2 separate regions of the Mus musculus genome follow, and region 2 is linked to region 1. The links are chromatin contacts, called in public Hi-C maps. All regions are on one chromosome and are shown on one strand. The core of a region is the stretch at or near the end of the contact, and the rest is flanking DNA. Distances in the headings are between cores, read along the strand shown.

The links. Hi-C and Micro-C count contacts between places; a contact is called where the count stands out from the background.
Region 2: a Hi-C map of bone marrow-derived macrophages shows a contact between it and region 1, with 51 read pairs. The contact joins two enhancer-like sites. A contact is called at or near these places in 3 of 39 promoter capture datasets (the 3T3-L1 cell line, 3T3-L1-derived adipocytes and the HPC-7 cell line), 1 of 15 datasets of contacts at CTCF or cohesin (embryonic stem cells), 33 of 484 Hi-C or Micro-C datasets (the AML12 cell line, the BV-2 cell line, the HL-1 cell line and 16 more), 10 of 115 datasets of contacts at active chromatin or transcription factors (bone marrow-derived dendritic cells, bone marrow-derived macrophages, embryonic stem cells and 4 more) and 3 of 9 other capture datasets (adipose tissue, embryonic stem cells and pancreatic islet).

What each region holds. Positions count from the first base shown.
Region 1 is chr8:122,132,178-122,137,851 of GRCm38.p6, forward strand. It overlaps a transcript of Zfp469 not described here. Among named protein-coding and RNA genes, the nearest start is that of Gm39268, 15 kb to the right of the region's middle. Within about 2 kb of position 2,009, at least 19 of the 459 cell types and tissues checked have an H3K27ac peak or open chromatin away from gene starts, as enhancers often do. A contact at or near this core is called in bone marrow-derived macrophages and muscle stem cells, where this site is marked.
Region 2 is chr8:122,262,303-122,268,425 of GRCm38.p6, forward strand. It overlaps Zfp469 (zinc finger protein 469), which reads left to right. Exons shown (of 3, transcript NM_001362883.1): 3 at 1-6,123. Among named protein-coding and RNA genes, the nearest start is that of Zfpm1, 17 kb to the right of the region's middle. Within about 2 kb of position 3,104, at least 23 of the 459 cell types and tissues checked have an H3K27ac peak or open chromatin away from gene starts, as enhancers often do. A contact at or near this core is called in bone marrow-derived macrophages and muscle stem cells, where this site is marked.

The sequences.
Region 1 (5,674 bases), core at 759-3,258:
ATGCAGGGAAACAGTCCAGTTCAGCTTGGAGAGAATTCTCTCAGGGGCATAGAAATACCCTGTGTGCTTCTTGAGATCTTTCCCATGCGCCCTGCAGCTCAGACATTCACGGTGGGGGAATTGTTTTGTGTCTCTGAGACCTACTTGCCCACCATGTGTGACTGTGCAGGCAGGCCCCAGGCTTGCCTTGCTAAAGCTGCGCCCCTCCAGGGTAGGGGACAATGCTGGACACCCATCAGGAATCACATACAGAGAAGCGAGCAGGAGGGGGTGGGTAGGAGATACCTTGGGACCCTGGCTGGGCCTGGCCTCGGGCTTCATGGCCTTCTTCCTGCAGGATCTGTGACCCACGTGGGCCTCTAGCTTTGCTCTCTGTTCCTGCCAGCCTTTGGCACCAGTATTTTGTGGCAAATGTTAGGCTCATAGTCACAGAGCCCATTTTTTTTTTCCAGACCCTACATCCAAATCATAGGCAGAGTCCCCTCCTACCAGGGCCCTGAGAGAGACGTTCAGGTATCACACAGTCTCTAAGCCCTGCAGGCTCCAGCTGGTGGCTGTCACCCCAGCCCCCACCTTCTGCCCTCACAGCTCATTCCTCTGCTCTTACAGAGACCATGGTCACTGGGCGAGGGCCCTTAGCCCAGGGTAATCTCACCTAGACTAACTGAGAAGCTCTGGCTTCTAAATGAGCCCATGCTCAGAGGGCCCCTCTAGAGAGGTTTTGGAGGCACACACCGGACCTTACCACGGCAGGGTAGGCTGGACCCACACTCTTGGGCCGTCATTCGCCTTTCGTGAATTGGGAAAGCTCCAGACTCATGGGTGGGGGTTAGACAGATCCAGGCAGATGCATGCAGAACAGGCCCTCGAGTATGCTAGCCTCCACCTGGGCTGTGTGACTTGAGGCTGCACCTTCTCTGTCAATCAAATGGGCCACCAGCCCCTGCCTCCTAGGAAGATTCTAGGACTCTTACAGTAAATGTCATGACAGTCCTATCAGGTCAGAGGGGCTGAGCCAGACCCGGGGTCCTGTCCCCTTCCCATGATCTGCTCTGAGTGCAGACACGCTTTGGAAGGGAGGAGACATTTGTGTGGCTTGTTTGGGAGCCTCCCACTGAGCTTTCTAAAAATGGCAATGTCTGGGTTTGGGTTTGTCTTTTGTTTTGGTCCCATGTTCTCATTATGAAAATTTGGGAGTTGTGCAAAGGCAGATAAAAGAACAAAAAGATAGCCAGGGACGGCTATAACTCATTCTTCAGTGTATTTACTTTGGACTCTTTTTAAATTCTTGTGAATTGTCTGAGTGGTTGAGATTGTCCCAGAAAAACAGTATTATACAGCTCTTGGGCATCTCAACAGGGTCACATGTCCTTGTGGACTTCATTTTTAGTGTACAATGCAGAGGTCTAGCCTGGGCTCAGAGTATTCTGGGGGTGGATAGGGTTGTGCTATGGATGGAGGGAGCACAGGGTCAGTTAGTGTGTGGGCCAGGGAGAGCCAGTGGTGATGGCAGCTACTTCTTTTGTCTGTCATCCAAGTGAGATAGTAACTGCCCAAGAGACACTGGTAGCCATCACCTGTCCTGGAATTCTGGGCCTTGGAACTTCACACATAAGTGAGTGTATTTTTGCTTCTCAAATAAACCAGCTGAGCCAGAAGGACATAACAGTACAGCGCCAGGGGAAAGAGATAAAGTTGATGTTAATATTTTCACCTGCTGGCAGGCTCCATTGCAAGTCAGATAAATGCTATGTGCAGAACGCCCCGTCCCCACATGCGTGTGTGCCCTGGCATCTCCAAGAGCCTCCTCCTGCACAAACCTTCTTGGCAGTAGGGGACATTGATGGATCTCTGGCTCCTGCTCAGGCCTAGAGATGGGCAGAGTCTGTGCACCTTGCAGGCATGAGAAGCCAGATCTCGAGGGGTGGGGAAGGGAAGCTTGTGTTCCATCCCTGTCACCACTCACAAGACTGAGGACAAGGGTGACAAGGTCCCTGTGGCAGCTTTCTGTGCTCATTTGGCCAAGGTGCCCATGGCCAGGCTGTCTGTTGACCCTGGGGACTCGCCTTGGCAGCCTGGCAGGTGTTTGGCAAACATGTCCAGATTTGAGCTCATGTGCTCTTGAGCAAGATCAGTGCAAGTTTTCTCTCCAGAGCCCTTCTCAGGGTTTCAGCAGTTAGGAGTCAGGAGACGGGTGAGGCACCCGCTCTGGTGACCCAGTGGGCCTGGGGTACCACCTCCTGCCAAGCAAGGATGTCTAGGCCTTGGCCTCTGAGCAGCAGAGCTGCAGGGAGCTTCTGTCTGCCCTTGGCAGCCAGTCAAGGACAAGGCTCCTGAAGAACTCAGCAACTGAGAATACACAGCCTGGAAGCTGGATCACACGGCCAGATGCTGCCCACTAAAGGACCGTGCACCTTTGGGACCTTCTGATGCTCAAGGGGTAACTCCAGAGCGTTACCTTGCATTCCCACGTCTGAACTGTGTGACCAGCACAGGATACCCACCCCAAGGCCTGTTAACTTCCTTTTCCCTGCCTGCACCCCAGCATAAAAGTCTGAGTGGATGCAATGTTAAGGTTTCAGGGCCTCCTGGGAACCTGGGTATATTGCTACTGTGGAAAGTCTGTCACAGATACCTTGGACGAGGCTGACACAGCTCATGGGGGCACCAGTGTCTTGTTCTAGAGGTTTCTGTGGGAGAGAAGGGCCACGTTCACAGGTGTCCAGTCACAAACAGTTACACTTGGGAAGTGTTTGGTTTTGACATGTCTGCTCAGGCCACAGAGCCTGCTGGATAGACAGCAGAGTCCTCAGAGTGCAGGCACAGAGATGGAGCAGAGCCTGAAGGAATGGCCAACCAAGAACTGGCCCAACTTGAGACCCATCCTGTGGACAAGAACCAGTCCTTGACACTATTAATGATGCTGTGTTATGCTTGCAGATAGGAGCCTAGCATAACTGTCCTCTGTGAGGCTCCACCCATCAGCTGACTGAAATAGATGCAGATACCCACAGCCAAGCACAAAGAGGGCAGGGACTCCACAAGAAGCCAACAGAGTCAACTAACCTGGACCCTTGGGGGCTCCCAGAGACTGAACCACCAACCAAATAGATAGCACACACAGGCTGGACTGAGGTCTATGCACTTATGTAGCAGATGTGCAGCTTGGTCTTCATGCCGGTCTCCCATCAACTGGAATGGGGGCTGTCCCTGACTCTGTTGCCTGCCTGTAGATTCTGTTCCCCTAACTGGGCTGCCTTGTCTGGCCTCAGTGGGCGAGGAAGTGACTAGTCCTGTGTGTGACTTGATGTGCCAGGGTGTGTTGGTACCCAGGGGCGGCCTCCCACTTCTCAGAGGAGAAGGAGAAGGAGAGGGGGAGGGGCTGTAGGGGGGGAGGGGGCCTGGGATCAGGATGTAAAGTGAATAAATAAATCAATGGAGGGGAAAAGGAGAGAACAGATGTTTTGGGGTCATCCTGCACTGGCAGGGAGGAGCCAGAGGGGGGCACTCAGGAGGCAGCAGGAAAGTGGTGATGGGTGTGTGTGTGCAAAAATGAGCGGTGTGCCCTTGTGTAGTGGGCGGCCCACAGTTTCCTCCCTCATTGCTGGTAAACTTCTGCTTCAGTTCCCTGCTGTCTCAGCCTGCAGCCATCTCGAATATCTGCGTATTTGAGCCTCATTTTGAAGATTTGACAGTGCTTGACAGTGAGTTTCCACAGTCGGTTTCCACCGTCAGCATTTACAGCTTCAGTATTTTCAAAAGCATACCGTTTTCCTTGTCCTATCTGAATGAGCTCACTGGCTTCTGTCGGGTCTATGGACGCTGGTCAGTCTGGTTTGAGGAACTCCATGGAGCAGCTCCAAGTGACTGGCTGGGTATCACACTCCTGACAGCCATGGCAACCAATGTGAACTATGACCTTTGAGGTGGCTTTAGTTTCTACTGCATGGAAGCTCTGCTTCACTTCCAAGGGCTTTGTCAGCTTTCTGAGGGATCTGGGAGACCACCCTCTCCACCCTCGGCTGAGGCAGTCTTCCCAGGGACAATGTGGGGAGGACTGTGGCTTTCACTGGTCTCCTGGTCAGCCTTTTTCGTTCCACAGAATGGGCCAGGCTAGGCCAGAGCACGGTCTTCAGGGAGCCAGGTACTCCATTCTGGAGTTTCCTGGCCTCAGAGGGACCTGAGAGTCTGTAGAAGGGTGTGCAGATGTTTGCAGCTTCTTGTCAAGGGGTCATAGTCGACAGCCACCCTCCAGCCAGGAGCCCCAGCAGGCAGCCATGTTCCACTGAGATACCAGGCAGGTGCTCAGACAGAGGCACAAGCACCTGCTTAGCTGAGCGAAGGCTAAAGCAGGAAAGTGCTGGAAATCTCCTGTGACTCCAGGAACCCACTGGGCCCTGGGTTGTTGTGGGGGCCTTGAGATGTGACAGGGGGCTTGCTCAGTGCCTCTCAAGGGAGCCATTAGGTTCCTACAGCCCTGCCTTCTCTATTCCAGAAAGTCAAGTGTCTATTTTTAAGAGAACACCTCATGCCCTGAGAGACAGTTAGTTGAGCTCTTGGGTCCTGCCAGGCAGGAACCTCTGGCCAGGGTTCTCTACCCAAGTCTAAAGAAGGGAAGGGCCATACAGGAACCTACCCAGAAGGCCTTGCACAGGGGTTAATTTTCTGAGACCACTGGATATAGAGTGTGTGTGTGTGTGTGTGTGTGTGTGTGTGTGTGTTGCACAAGTGGGTGTGAACATGTGTGGATATGTGTATTCGGAGCTCATAGGGCAACATTATGTGTCAACCACTCTCCCCTTATTTTTTGAAGCAGGGTCTCTCACTAAACATGGAACTCAGTACTCTGTCTAGATTGGATGGCTAACAAGTTCCATGGGTTCCTCCTATCTCCACCTCTTCAAGGCTAGGATCACGGGCATGTGCCATCATAGCCAATGTTTTACATGGGTCCAGAGGGTTGGAACTTGGGTCTTCATCTATACTTCAGTGTCGCCTTAGTTTGCTTTATGATGCTGTGATAAATCATTGACTAAAAGCAATTTGGAGGAGGGGAAGAAGGGAGGAAGAGAAGGAGGAAGGGAAGGAGGAAGGGAAGAGCTTATTGGGTTACAGATCACTGTCCATCATCAGGGGAAGCCAGGACAGAAGCTCAAGGCAGGGACCTAGAGACAGGAACGGTAGCAGAGACCATGGAGAAGTGCAGCTAACTGGCTTGCTCCCTCTGGCTTGTTCATCTACTTTTCTTATATAGCTCAGGCCCAACAGCCTAGGGATTGCAACACCCACAGTGGGCTGGGATCTTCCACATCAATTAACAATGGAGAAAATGTACCACAGGTAAACCCACAGGCCAGTCTGAAGGAGACAGTTCCTCAACTGAGGCTCCCGCTTTCCAGATGTGTCTATGTTTGCACCATCTTCCCAGCCTGTCTGAAAATCCTTACCATCTGCACAGGCCCTGGTATTCTGCACCAGGCCCCTCAGCCAAGGAGTGACCTATCTGGTCATGCCCTTGCTCCAGGGGAACTCGCCGCTGCCTGTGTATCTGCCCCATATGGAACTTAGGCATTGCTCTCTACCTCTCTTCTTTTCAACAGTTTGGTCCTTTGCATTCATCACTGCTCAAGGCTGGCATATGTGTTCCCTTCACTTAACTGTGACCAAAATGCCC
Region 2 (6,123 bases), core at 1,854-4,353, 130 kb after region 1:
CACACTCGGCCTTGCTTGAACACAACCAGACTGTCCCCTTCCTGCTAACCAGAGATGACCCAGCTGTCACCTCCTTCCCACTCCCCACCTCGGACCTTGATATGGAAGATGACGCTAAGCTGGACAGGCTCATCACCGAGGCTCTCAACGGCATGGAGTACCAATCAGATAATCCTGAGATAGACAGCAGCTTCATTGATGTCTTTGCTGATGAGGAGCCTTCAGGCTCCAGGGGGCCCAGCACTGGGCATCCCCTCAACAATCAGGTGGGATCAATTTCCAAGAATGGTACCCAGCCCCAGCTCCCATCCAAAGCTGCTGTGCCAGAACCCCAAGCCCCCTGCACTGGAAACAGGAGCCACCCAGCCCGAAACAGGCCCAAAACCCGTTCCCTGGGCCTTGCATCTGTACAGGCAGATGCGACCACCCTGGTCAGGCAGCAGAGGAGAGGGAAGCAATTCAAGTTGTTTCGGAAAGAGCCCGGTATGGCCAAGGGTACTAACAGTCAGGCCAAAGCCATCTGCCTGAGGCCAAGAAAGAAGGGTCACAGTGCAGAGCATCCCCGGCCCCAGGCTCGCAAAAGTCAGACTCGCAAGGGCCACGCTCGTGCAGATCACAGCATCTCCAGAGCCACCTCCAAAGAGACGAGGAGCTCCAAGCACCTGCAGCTGCCCTCTGGGAAGGACTCCAGGAAGAGGAGGGGGCGGGGCGGCTCCTGGAGCAAGGAACTCATCCACAAGATAGTGCGGCAGAAAAACAGGCGCCACGGGCAGCAGGCACCACGGAACCAAGTCTCCCATGTCCCCCCGCTGCCTGGAAGACCACCTAGCACCCAGGAGGGCAGGCTCAGCGGGCAAGGCTGTGCCTCTGAATCTGAGGAAGAGGCTGGTATGCAGCAGCGGCGGGATTTGGGGGGTCCTGCCCAAGGCTGTTCCCCCCACAGCCGCCAACGGTGGCGCCAGGGCAAGAAGAGGAAGAAAGAAGATTTGACCCAGAACCCAAGGAAGGTCATGCGGCAGGAGGCTGGTGAAAATGGGGGCTCTCCCACTCCAAGGACTCAAAGCCTGTTGCCGAGTTCGGAAGCTGGAGAAGTCTCTGTGGAAAGAGGACTTGAGCATCGTGGCCATCCCATAATAGCCCCAAAACATCCTCCCCGGGTCCTCGCCACCACCAAGACCCAGGAGAAAAACCATGCAGCCCTGGACTTCCCCCAGGAGGGCGAGAAGCCTGAAGTTGCTGCTGATACCACTGAGCTCAGAGAGAGACCCAGTTCTCCAGCTCACTGTGGTGGGGAAAGCCCCAGACCCGCTGCTCCAGTGCCAGCACGGGCTGGCAGTCCATCAGGGAGCCACCCTGAAACACTATCGGGAAACAGCGTGCCAGTACCAGATGCAGGCTGTCTTCTGGGCACTTCTGGATGCATGAAGCCCCCGACTTTGCATACCAGAGAGGACTCTGCCTCCCAGCCTGGAAGGTGCCTGGTACCCATCGATAAGCTGGCAGACATGTTCTACACTGAATCCAGCCTCCCGGTTTTCAAGAACTCGAGTCCTGGTTGTGACCCTGACCACTGTGACAGGCGCTCTCTAGAGTGTCCAGCTGCCAAAAGAGGATCCCTGCCTAACAGTGACACCTGTGAATTGTTCCTTGGATCCAAGGACCTAGCCTACTGTTTCCCTGACGATCTGTACACCAAGCCTTTAGCTATGGACCCGTTGCCTGCCCGAAGCTGCTACCTTAGCCAGGACAGTATGGAGACCCTTGAGTCAACACCATCCAAGAGTCCACCCTACCCAGTTGAAACAGACCCAGGGAAGGTGCATTCGCCACTGACCTTAGAGTCCACATCCCTGTTTGCAGGGCTGCCTGAGGACGGATTTGACCCACCACTCTATGACAACTTGTCAGCAAACAGGGTCACCCACGGACCACTGGCAGGTCCTGACCCTCTCCCTAAGAAACCTCTGGCAGATCCTCTGTACCCGCCATTCTTGCTGCTGGAGGAAATTTCTCCGGTGCTGCCTGGCTCCTTTCCTGGTCTCTCCAAGGGAAAGACAGTCAGCAAGCAGTGTCCCTCGGAACAGACGGTGCCTCCCCGCCCTCCCGCTGTGCCTGAAAAGGGAAGTGAATGTAGCAATCTGTGTGAGGACGAACTGGAGATCAAAAGATTGGTGACTGAATTAGAAAGCCAACTGCAGGGGGAAGGGAGCACAGTGGGCACCTCGGGAGAACCGGAGGAAGCTACACAGGAAGGCAAGATGGACACAAGCCCAAAGCAGGCCTCCCTTCTACCCACAAATCCAGCCACCTCAGCCCAGAGGGAGCCAGCAGAAGACATTACAGGTCTTGAGGGATCAAGTTCACATCAGGAAAGGGCCCTGAAGAACCCCCAGAAACAGTGGCCCTACCCAGCTTCCTGCCACACAGAAAAAGCAGCACCTCCCTGTGGTATCCAGGAGAACCCAGGATGCGGGGCTCCCCTCAGCCTGGAAGGATTCACACTCGGTCTTCAGAGAACTCGGGAGACCATTATCCCCGACGCAGACAGTCAGATCCCCCTAAGTGACCGCCTGCCTGACTCCAGCAACCAACAGGTGGCCTTGCTGCATGCTGGGAGTTTAGCCAAGGACAGCCCGAAGCATGGGCTTTTGTTTCCTAAAAATAATGAAGCCCCTGGGACCCAGAACTCGAATGCCCCACCGCTGCTTCCTGGTAAACACACAAGAGGACATTCTCTAGACCCATTCTGTGAGGCCCAGGAGCCCTGCCCAACTTCCCCTGCACTGGAAGGATTCAACAGCCCCAGTGCCCACCCGGCCCTAGAACCCAACTTGATACTTAAGGGTGATGAGGAAGTCACCTCCCTTCCAAGTGCCAGTCTCAGCCATGGCTCTAAGGGTCACTCTGAAGACCAGGCAGGGAGTTCTATAGGAGCTGTGCTTAACAAGCCTATTGCCAAGGACCTGGACTTTAAGGGGGCGTCTGCACCTGCAGGGACCTCTCCACAATCCACCCTTCAAAGTGGTGGTAGGGCTTGGTCTCATCCCGTGCCAGATCCTCCCTGGGAGCCCAGTGCCAGCATTGGACAGAGGCGCCAGGACCCAGCCTGCTGTTCCTTTCCTCTGCGTCAGGTCCTGGATGCTACAGCCAAGAGCAGAGAGAACGCCCAGGGCCTTCAGTCTGGGGACCCCTCAGTGACAGGAGGGGCCCGTATGAAAGAGGACTCCTCAAGGGCTGTAAACGTGTCAGCTCTTCCTGCAAACATCCAGAAGCAGCTGAGGTCCAAGGCAGATGGACGTCTTGGCTCGCCTAGTCAACCTGAAAAGATCAAGGGCCAGGGTCAAGCCAACAGACTCCAGCCAAAAAGCTGGAGGAGCCTGGAGGACCCAGATGCACTCAACAAGGTCAGTGCCCATTTGGAAGCTAGGCCGGCCAGGGGCAGAAGGCCACGCCAGGGGAACAGAGCAGCCCGGGGCCTTAGGAGACAAGCACTGTTCTCCACCAGCCCCACCGACCCTGATAGCACATCCTTGCTTCCAATCCAGAAGGCTTGCCCTCTCCAGAAGGAGCCTGCAGAGAGAAGCCCAGAGAAGGCCGCCAGCCCACAGCCATTGTTTAGCCAGGAGAATCCCGCTCCCTCCAATAGAGACCTGGCCGCATGTGTCTTCTCCACCAGGCCTCAAGCCACACCTACTCCCAGTGACCTTGAGCCGATGCCCCAGGAAGACCCTGAGACCAGAGTCAAGCCTAGTAAGCCACTAGCACCTTCCTCCTACAGAGACCTACCCAGCCCCGATGATCAGCCAACCTGTCCTGTCTTGGTACCTCTGGGTGCCAGTTATGGCCTAACCACCAAAGAGGCTGAACCCCCAGCATCCCCTACACTATTGGTGACAAGCTGCTGTGGCCCTGAAGAGCCTTTATCCCAGCACTCTCTGCTGGGGACCAGCAGTCCCAAGGACCCTCCCGTAGGCTCACTTGGCTCCATCAGTTTCTCGGCCCCTGTATTACTAGAGAGGAACAGCCCCAAGGGCATCGCAGTAAGAACATTAGAAGATTCTGGAAAAGAGGAGCTGAGGCTATCTCCTGCCCATTCCTCCGCTCCTCCCCTAGGGGATCCCAGCTCCCCTAAAATGACCATCGAAGCTGCCCCTCTGACCAGCATTGCCCCCAAAGATGGCCTAGATTCAGGTGAGACACTTGAGGTGCCAGCCCCCCACTGCATGGGAGCCCCATCCCTCAGCAACCCAGAAAGGACATACTCCAAGGGCCCTTCCTTAGGGCCTGTGAGCAGCACTCCTTGCCCTGGCCACGGGGAAGGCCGCGGCATTATAGCTGTGCCCACAGACCTTGCCACACTGGAGACTACAGGGCCAGACTCTCAAATCTGCCAAGAAGATGGGGCAGACGTCAGCATCAAGGAACAGGACAACCCAGAAACACCTGGGACAAGACACTGCAATGTGACAAAGGTAGCCAGAGCCAATGCCCGAGGCATGCCCACAGGGCTCCACTTGACCCTAGAAACTCCTCTGAGCGGCACATCCAGCGACTCCAGGTCTGACTCTCCTCAGTACCACATCAGTATCTCCCATCGCCCTCCCCAGAAGAACTTCTCCGACCCCCAAGACCATAAACGGAGGCCCCGTGGACTGAACAAAAAGCCAGAGCATGCAGAGCAGACCCCAGCTGAGCTACCCGAGACCTGCCAGCTCTGCTCAGCCTCCTTCCGCTCCAAAGCGGGCTTAAGCCGGCACAAAGCCAGGAAGCACCGGCCACAAAGGGAACCTAGATCCCTGCTGAGCCCCATGCCTGTGCCTGCTTGCCAGCCTTCAGATCCCATGACCAAAGCATGCCAGACTCCTGGGAAGAAAAGCCACAAGGTGTCTGAGAAGGGAAGACCGAGTCGCCCGGCCCTGGGGGCTGGCCGCTCTTCTGGACCACCTCCCCTCCAGGACACCATGGGTCCTGAGATACTAAAAAGGACTAGTGAGAAATCTGAGGGAGCTGGGACACTAGACACTCCCCTCAGCCAGCACCCACCCACCCTAGGCCTCAGTGAGCAAGGAGAGAGTGCAGAGGTTCCTGCCTCAAAACCAAGGAGAGCAGACAGATGGGGAACAAACCAGCTCCATCCTGACCAGACAGAAGTGAGGGGCAAGAGGCAAGGTGGACAGCCTGCCGATTCCCCCAGCCACCCAGAGAGGAAACCTAACAGGAAAGGGGTAAAGCTGAGGGCAAGGAGGCAGAAGCATGGTCCCGGAGGCACTACCCACGTGACTTCAGACCTACCAACCGCCTGTGGCCATCCTCTCATCCCCCTGAGCCTCTCGCCTGAGGGAGGATGCAGGCCAGCTGTCAGGCCTCCACCTCCATCCTCCACAGGAGGACCCAGAGCACTGGAAGATGCTGAAGACGTTGGTCCAGGGGCCCTGTGTACAGAGGAGGTACCAGCACAGAAGGCCCCCCAAGAGCATCCGGTCTGTCAAGGGACGATAGAGAAGGAGCATCCGGTGGAACAGAAGGCCACCTGGACACAGTGGTTCTGGGGACCAGAAGAGGCCACGGCATCGGACATTAGTGGAGAACCTTCACGGGCTATTGAGAGCCAGCCTACAGAGGACCACACAGGAGTCAAAGGCAGGTCCGATGAGGGCACTGGGAAAGGGACACCTGACTTACCTGACAGGACACACAGTTCTGAAGTGGACAACACCATCAGTAGCTACCCCCAGGGACCTATCAAAGACCCGGAAACCCAGAATGAAGTCCACGGGTCGGATGGCGCCCCCAGCCCAGAGCAAAGGGACCCTCCAGACTTGTTCGATGATGACATCTCCTTCTCTCGGCTCTTCCCCCTGGATGGCCGCCTCACTCAGAAGAACCTACGAGTCTATGGGAAGCGCTGCCAAAGGCCAAAGTGCCCATCACCGAAGGAGCCCATCGCTGAGGTGATAAACAGTGTCTCACTCGGCTCCACGCGCCTGCCTACCGATCTCAGTGACTCGGGCTCTCTCTGCCTGTCCCGAGAGGAAGAGGATGTGTGGGATGATGAAGTCATGAGTTTGCCCGAGTCCCTCCTCCTCGATGGCCTTCTAAGCAATAAGACACCTGGCCTTGACC